2 separate regions of the Danio rerio genome follow, and region 2 is linked to region 1. A link is a contact called in public Micro-C data. All regions are on one chromosome and are shown on one strand. The core of a region is the stretch at or near the end of the contact, and the rest is flanking DNA. Distances in the headings are between cores, read along the strand shown. Region 1 holds the start of wu:fa19b12. Region 2 holds the start of mfsd3 (major facilitator superfamily domain containing 3).

The links. Hi-C and Micro-C count contacts between places; a contact is called where the count stands out from the background.
Region 2: a contact with region 1 is called in a Micro-C map of caudal fin, with 7 times the contacts expected there. The contact joins the promoter of mfsd3 here to the promoter of wu:fa19b12 in region 1. A contact is called at or near these places in 5 of 18 Hi-C or Micro-C datasets (caudal fin, embryo, hematopoietic stem cells and 1 more) and 1 of 4 datasets of contacts at active chromatin or transcription factors (caudal fin).

The regions. Positions count from the first base shown.
Region 1 is chr5:25,920,965-25,923,828 of GRCz12tu, forward strand. wu:fa19b12 reads left to right here and starts at 1,463. Exons shown (of 2, transcript NM_001281985.1): 1 at 1,463-1,970. The coding sequence starts at 1,599.
Region 2 is chr5:26,189,147-26,192,174 of GRCz12tu, forward strand. mfsd3 (major facilitator superfamily domain containing 3) reads right to left here and starts at 1,288. Exons shown (of 6, transcript XM_002661995.8): 1 at 1,223-1,288.

The DNA.
Region 1 (2,864 bases), core at 213-2,712:
TTAACAAATATCTGTATACTTTATGTATGGGTTATTTGTCTTTCCTTCTTTTCTGTTCATGGCCAAACACATGCTCTCACATTATTAGTGCTGTGTGAGCATTATCTAAATACATTTTACATAGATATCAATATTCATTCAAACTAAATAGATTGTTGCATGTTTTATGACAACCTGTAATGAAGGTGCAATGTTTTTCTTATGATTTACAATGTACACATACACAATACATGAAACATTAGGTCATAAGAATTTACTTGAAAGTCCTGGAAAAGTCATTGAATTTTAGTAGTAAAGAAATATGTGTATGAACCCTGACAATAGGTACAGAGAATATTTCACTCAATCAGCGCATGTTCCAGCTGAAACCCAATTTAACCCTCACAGATTTAAGCAGATTATATATATATATATATATATATATATATATATATATATATATATATATATATATATATATATATATATATATGTGTGTGTGTGTGTGTGTGTGTGTGTATGTATGTATGTATATATATATAATGAATTAATTATTAATGTAAAACCTAATATTTTGGCACATTTGGCACTCCACATGTTTGGCAACACCTCCTGTTGTTGCACTTGCACACTGAGATTAGTGACTTCAATGTGTAGGGTTAGATGAATGTCTGAACGTGGATGTGGACTCGGGTTTTCTTCAATCAGACCCTTCTCGTCCCCACTCAGACCAAACGAATATAGATTATGCATTTTTAATTATATGGGTATGTTGGTATTGATTTCAGCGTTTGTTCTGATAATCTAAGAAATGTTTATATGTTAGTTTAGTTTATAGTGTTCCAGTCTGAAAAAAAAAATCTAAAATCTTCTTAGCCTTGTATAAGTAAAATATATTTTTTGTTTTTCATTAACTTGGCTGCAATAGGAAAACAAACTATTTCAATTAATATGGACAAAAAAATAAGTAAATCTAAGAAAACTTGCTACATTGTTTATTTTAGAAGGACATTGGTATCACTTCATTTTGATGGTCCCTTTTGTTGAATCTAAGGTTCACTGCATCTGCATGCCAACTAATTCTCATCAGGTAGACTGTTAGGTTGGGGTTGGGGTTAGGGTTAGTGTAAGTTGACATGTGCTGGCAAAGTTTCTTATAGTCAGTTAAATATCTGTTGGAGGAGTATATCAACAGATATTAAGCAGAGAGCCTTCTAATACTCAAATGAGAAGTAATTGGCATGTAACAATGCAACTTTTTGTCAACAAAATGTGTAAGAGGGACCATCAAAATAAAGTCTAAAATGTAATATATATATATATATATATATATATATATATATATATATATATATATATATATATATATATATATATATATATATATATATATATATAATTTAATACATAATTTCCTTTATAAAAGCATAAACCATGGCTGAAATGCTGTTGGTGTTGTTCGACCTCTCTAGCCACAGAGGGCACTGTATTCACACGTTTCAACTTCATTTACGACACCAATGCCGTAAACAGCTGGGGAACTGCATGCAACTGCGAACTAAACAGCTACACTTTTACATAGTTTAAACTTTAACGTTTTGAAATATTTGGTCGCACACATGACCAAACGGACAGCAGAAAACGTTTTGTCGCCCGAAGTCCCTCACAAAAGATGTTTTCGTTCTGTCTCCAACAAACCGGTCGGAGGTGTGAACGTGACCCAAAACGCCTCGTTATTAACATCAGATGAACAGCGATGCAGGAAAAGACCGAACTCTGTCGAAGACCAGCTGGACACAGATAACTTACCAAGAAAACTGGCCGCAAGCAGGGCTAATTCAGTGCTAGCTGAGCAGAACATATCCCAGTCTAGAACATTCGAGGATGATGATGATGCTGGAAGACCTGCGACGCGACGGTCATCACGCGCGCTTCAACCTGAGTCAAGCAAACAGCCAGACGAACAAAATAAACACACCGCAGGAGACAAGGTAAACTTTTACACAAATGTGCTAAAACCTGTATTAATTTATGGTTACCTGAAGAACAATGTGCAATGATGAGTGATGAACATGAGGTGGCGGTGCACCACTATAATAATATCCAGATTCAGGTAAAGTTAGTTTTATATTCACAAATTCGGGCTTTCTCCTTAATATAGTAGTTTCAGAAGTATTAGTATATAGTAGTAATATAGTATTAATATAGTTTCAAAACTATTATTTTGATAATTCTAAATAGTGCAATCATATAATCAGCCAATGGCTATTAAAGTACAACAGTTCACAGTCGAATAAATAGAGCTAACTTAATGTTGTTTTGAAGGCATGTGATATCAGATAATTCAAAGTAAGATGGTTACCACGGTAAACAATGTAGAGAGCATGTCACAAGTTGTCCCTCATTAATATACATCTACATATAGTTCAGTAGGCATACAGGTTGTGTTAATGGAATTTGACTGTAATGTAAACATGTTTTATAGCTTACCACTAGTCATCTATACTTTAAGCACCTGTTTACTAACTGGTTGGGAAAAACATCAATGCCTTGGTGTTAACCTGAACACCCTTAAAAAAAACTCTAAAAACACTAGCTCTAACCCAATTAACAAGAGTAGTAGCAAACCAGAAGATCCTAACAGACCCTAGTGCCTGTTTCTCTGTGCATGACTACCCATACTCCATTATTAAGTCTGACCTCCGAAGACTACGTCAAATAGTTCAGACTGCTGAGTGAATCGTTGGTACAACTCTCCCTACTCTCCAAGAACTGTACTTGTCCAAAGCGAGCAGAAAGTCTGTCAAAATCACTTTGGACCCCTCACACCCATCATACTGCCTCTTTGAACTTTTACCTTCTGGTCGACGCTACAGAGCGCTATG
Region 2 (3,028 bases), core at 38-2,537, 270 kb after region 1:
TTAAACATCCCTTCGGAAATGTTTGAAAAAGAATTAGAAAATTAGAGGAGAATCATTTTGACTTCAACTGTATAAATTAAACTGGAAGGTTTGATGGAGTTTAAGTTGAATAATACTAACAACATTAATGTATGGTAACTGACATCAACAGAACAGACACATACAGTGCTCGCATATATAAGTACACCCCCCAGACAAATCTCTTATTTAAATTAGTATTTTCTATAGGATGCTTTACAATTTTATATTTGTGTATATACATTTGTTTAGTCAGTACTGAAGCCAAATCTGGAGCTAATCTAACAAAATATCTTACAATATGGTTCACAATTAGTAGCCCAAATGTATATGTTATAGAAAAATATATATATTTTTAAATTCAAAAATAGCAAAAAATAGGGAGAAACAAAATATAAATACAATTTTGTTAAAAATGTTTGTTGAAATTTGTAACAGAAAAAAAATGTAATATTTTGCATGAATTAAAATGTATTATCTTTCCATTTTGATAGATGTTCTGTGACTAAAATATTGTTTTAATACATATATATGTTTAATAAATCTGTTTGTATGCACCAATATACCATATTCACTGAGAAATGGATAATTTTGAAAATATTCATTTTCATAATGGAGTGTATTAATTTATGCTGAGTACTGTACGAGTAATAAAATAAGCATCTATTTTTATACGTGTTTTAGACGTCTCTTTAATGTCTGAATGTGTCATGCAAAAATAGACCAAAGCTGACTTGTTCTTGTTTAAAACAATGGTTTTGTCTGCAATAAAACACACACACACACACACACACACACACACACACACACACACACACACACACACACAGACACAGACACACACACACACACACACACACACACACACACACACACACACACACACACAGTGGTTCATTCATTTCACATGTCATTCATTCATAACATATCACAGGTGGATATTTATGAAATAACTAATGAAACGATGATATCCTTAATAATATCATTCAAAGTCTTTTTTAAGCATTCTGAAAGCTGCTAGAAACTCAAGATAATAATAATACTCATTAAAGCACAAGAACGATTTCATTCTGTCATAAACATTCCATTACTGTCAACAACATATGTTCTAGTTTGAAAGAGTCTTTTCTAGGACAGCAAACAATTAAAACTGTATATGTTAAAATTAACAAAGTACATAAATTAAGTAGCGCAAATGACTTACTGTATTTACATGTAAATATCCTTCACCCGCGGTGCTCGATGCAGCATAACCTCTATTTTCTAACTCGGTACTTCCGCGGGAGCGCGTGACGTCATATACTCCTTCAACAAATCAACTTGCAGCTCTTTTGACAGTGTTCACAGCCAACAAATCAACAGCGCCACCAGTCAATAAAACTGTACTGCAACCAAAAGCTAAAATGAGAAAGACGAGGTTCCTGTTTACATGACATAACACTATGATGTACTTTTTTCTCAAGTGTTCAGTGAGCAAGGAATGCTAAGATGTCACATTTGTGCAATTTCACGCAAATGCCAAATCTGCAATAGAAAAAAAACAAGTTTTTACATAAATAGTAAATCCGTTTATGCATTTTATTGTGTAAGAAAGTATTGAGTGCTTACTCAGAACTGTCTCTGTCATTGTTTGCAATTCTATTTGATTCACCAAAGTAACATGAGTGGCAATTTCACATCTGTCACTTTCATAAAGCCTTTTCCTCAATGCAAACATTTTAAATCAAATCAAATCAATATTTTTTTGTTCTATAGCAAACCGACTCTTATCCTTTTGATGGGCACTGTCTCTTTTGGCCTGTGCAGTTCAATTCATAGAGTTTCTACACAGTAGGCTATGTTGCATACTGTAAACTCACAAACTTTTTTGGTCATATCCATATCCATCCATATTTTCCTCATTAAAAATATAAAAAATGTTTACAGATGGATGTTTTTTGATCCCATAACTCTGTGGTAGTAGTTTTAGAAAACGAAAAGAGATATTTTAATATAATGTTAAAATATACTTTCTTTGTGATTTTTTTTTTTTTGAGTTTATACTGCAAACGTCACATCCGAAATGCTCATATAGTCAAAATCTCTTTCCTTACATTCCTACTGTTCCAGCCCAACATGTTTATGTAATAGAAGAGCTTGTACTAATACACACCTTTTTGTTTACTGTCAGAACGTGATGTACCCTACTTCCCACATTTAACTGAAAGGCTCAATTGGGCATGAATTAGTAAGTGGAAAAAATGTGTTTGTCTAATAAGACACACATACTGTTCACTGGGGTGGTACATTTTCAAGAGGTACACATTTGTACTTAAAGGGTCCGTTTTTGTACCTCAAAAGCATATATTAGTACCTAAACAATTTAAGAGGAACATTTTTGTACTACTAATATGTATCCTTGAGGTATTAATATGGACGTTGAAAATCTAAAAACTTTTTAAAGATCTATTAAATGCGTTTTGAATATCTCAAAATCATATCTCAAATTTGTCAAGTCATTCCTACTTTATGTATATACATAAATCTGAGTGTTGTTCTTTTAATTGTGCAACACTTTTCAAAAAGTATCTAAAATAATTTTGACTGGTGAGAAATTCTCCAGCAAATTTGGGACAAGAAACAAAACGATTAATAATTATTGGATACGCTTTAAATTACAAGTCTGTAAATATCATAAGAGTAAAAAGTAGAAATACTTTTCTATGGAGGTATGTTTATAAACCCTGTTAAAGAGCATTTATTACAAATATTTTCTTGCATCTCACATTATGAAGACATTCAAAATTTACAGACACACACACATTCTGGCATCACAGTTGCGCAGTGGTAGCATAATTACCTCACAGCAAGATGGTTGCTGGTTTGAGCCTTTGCTGGGTCAGTTGACATATCTGTGTGGAGTTTGCATGTTTTTGTGGGTTTTCTCCGGGTACTCCGATTTCCCCCAGTTTCCCCCAAAGACATGCGGTACAGGTGAATTGAATAAGCTAAATTGGCTGTAGTTTATGTG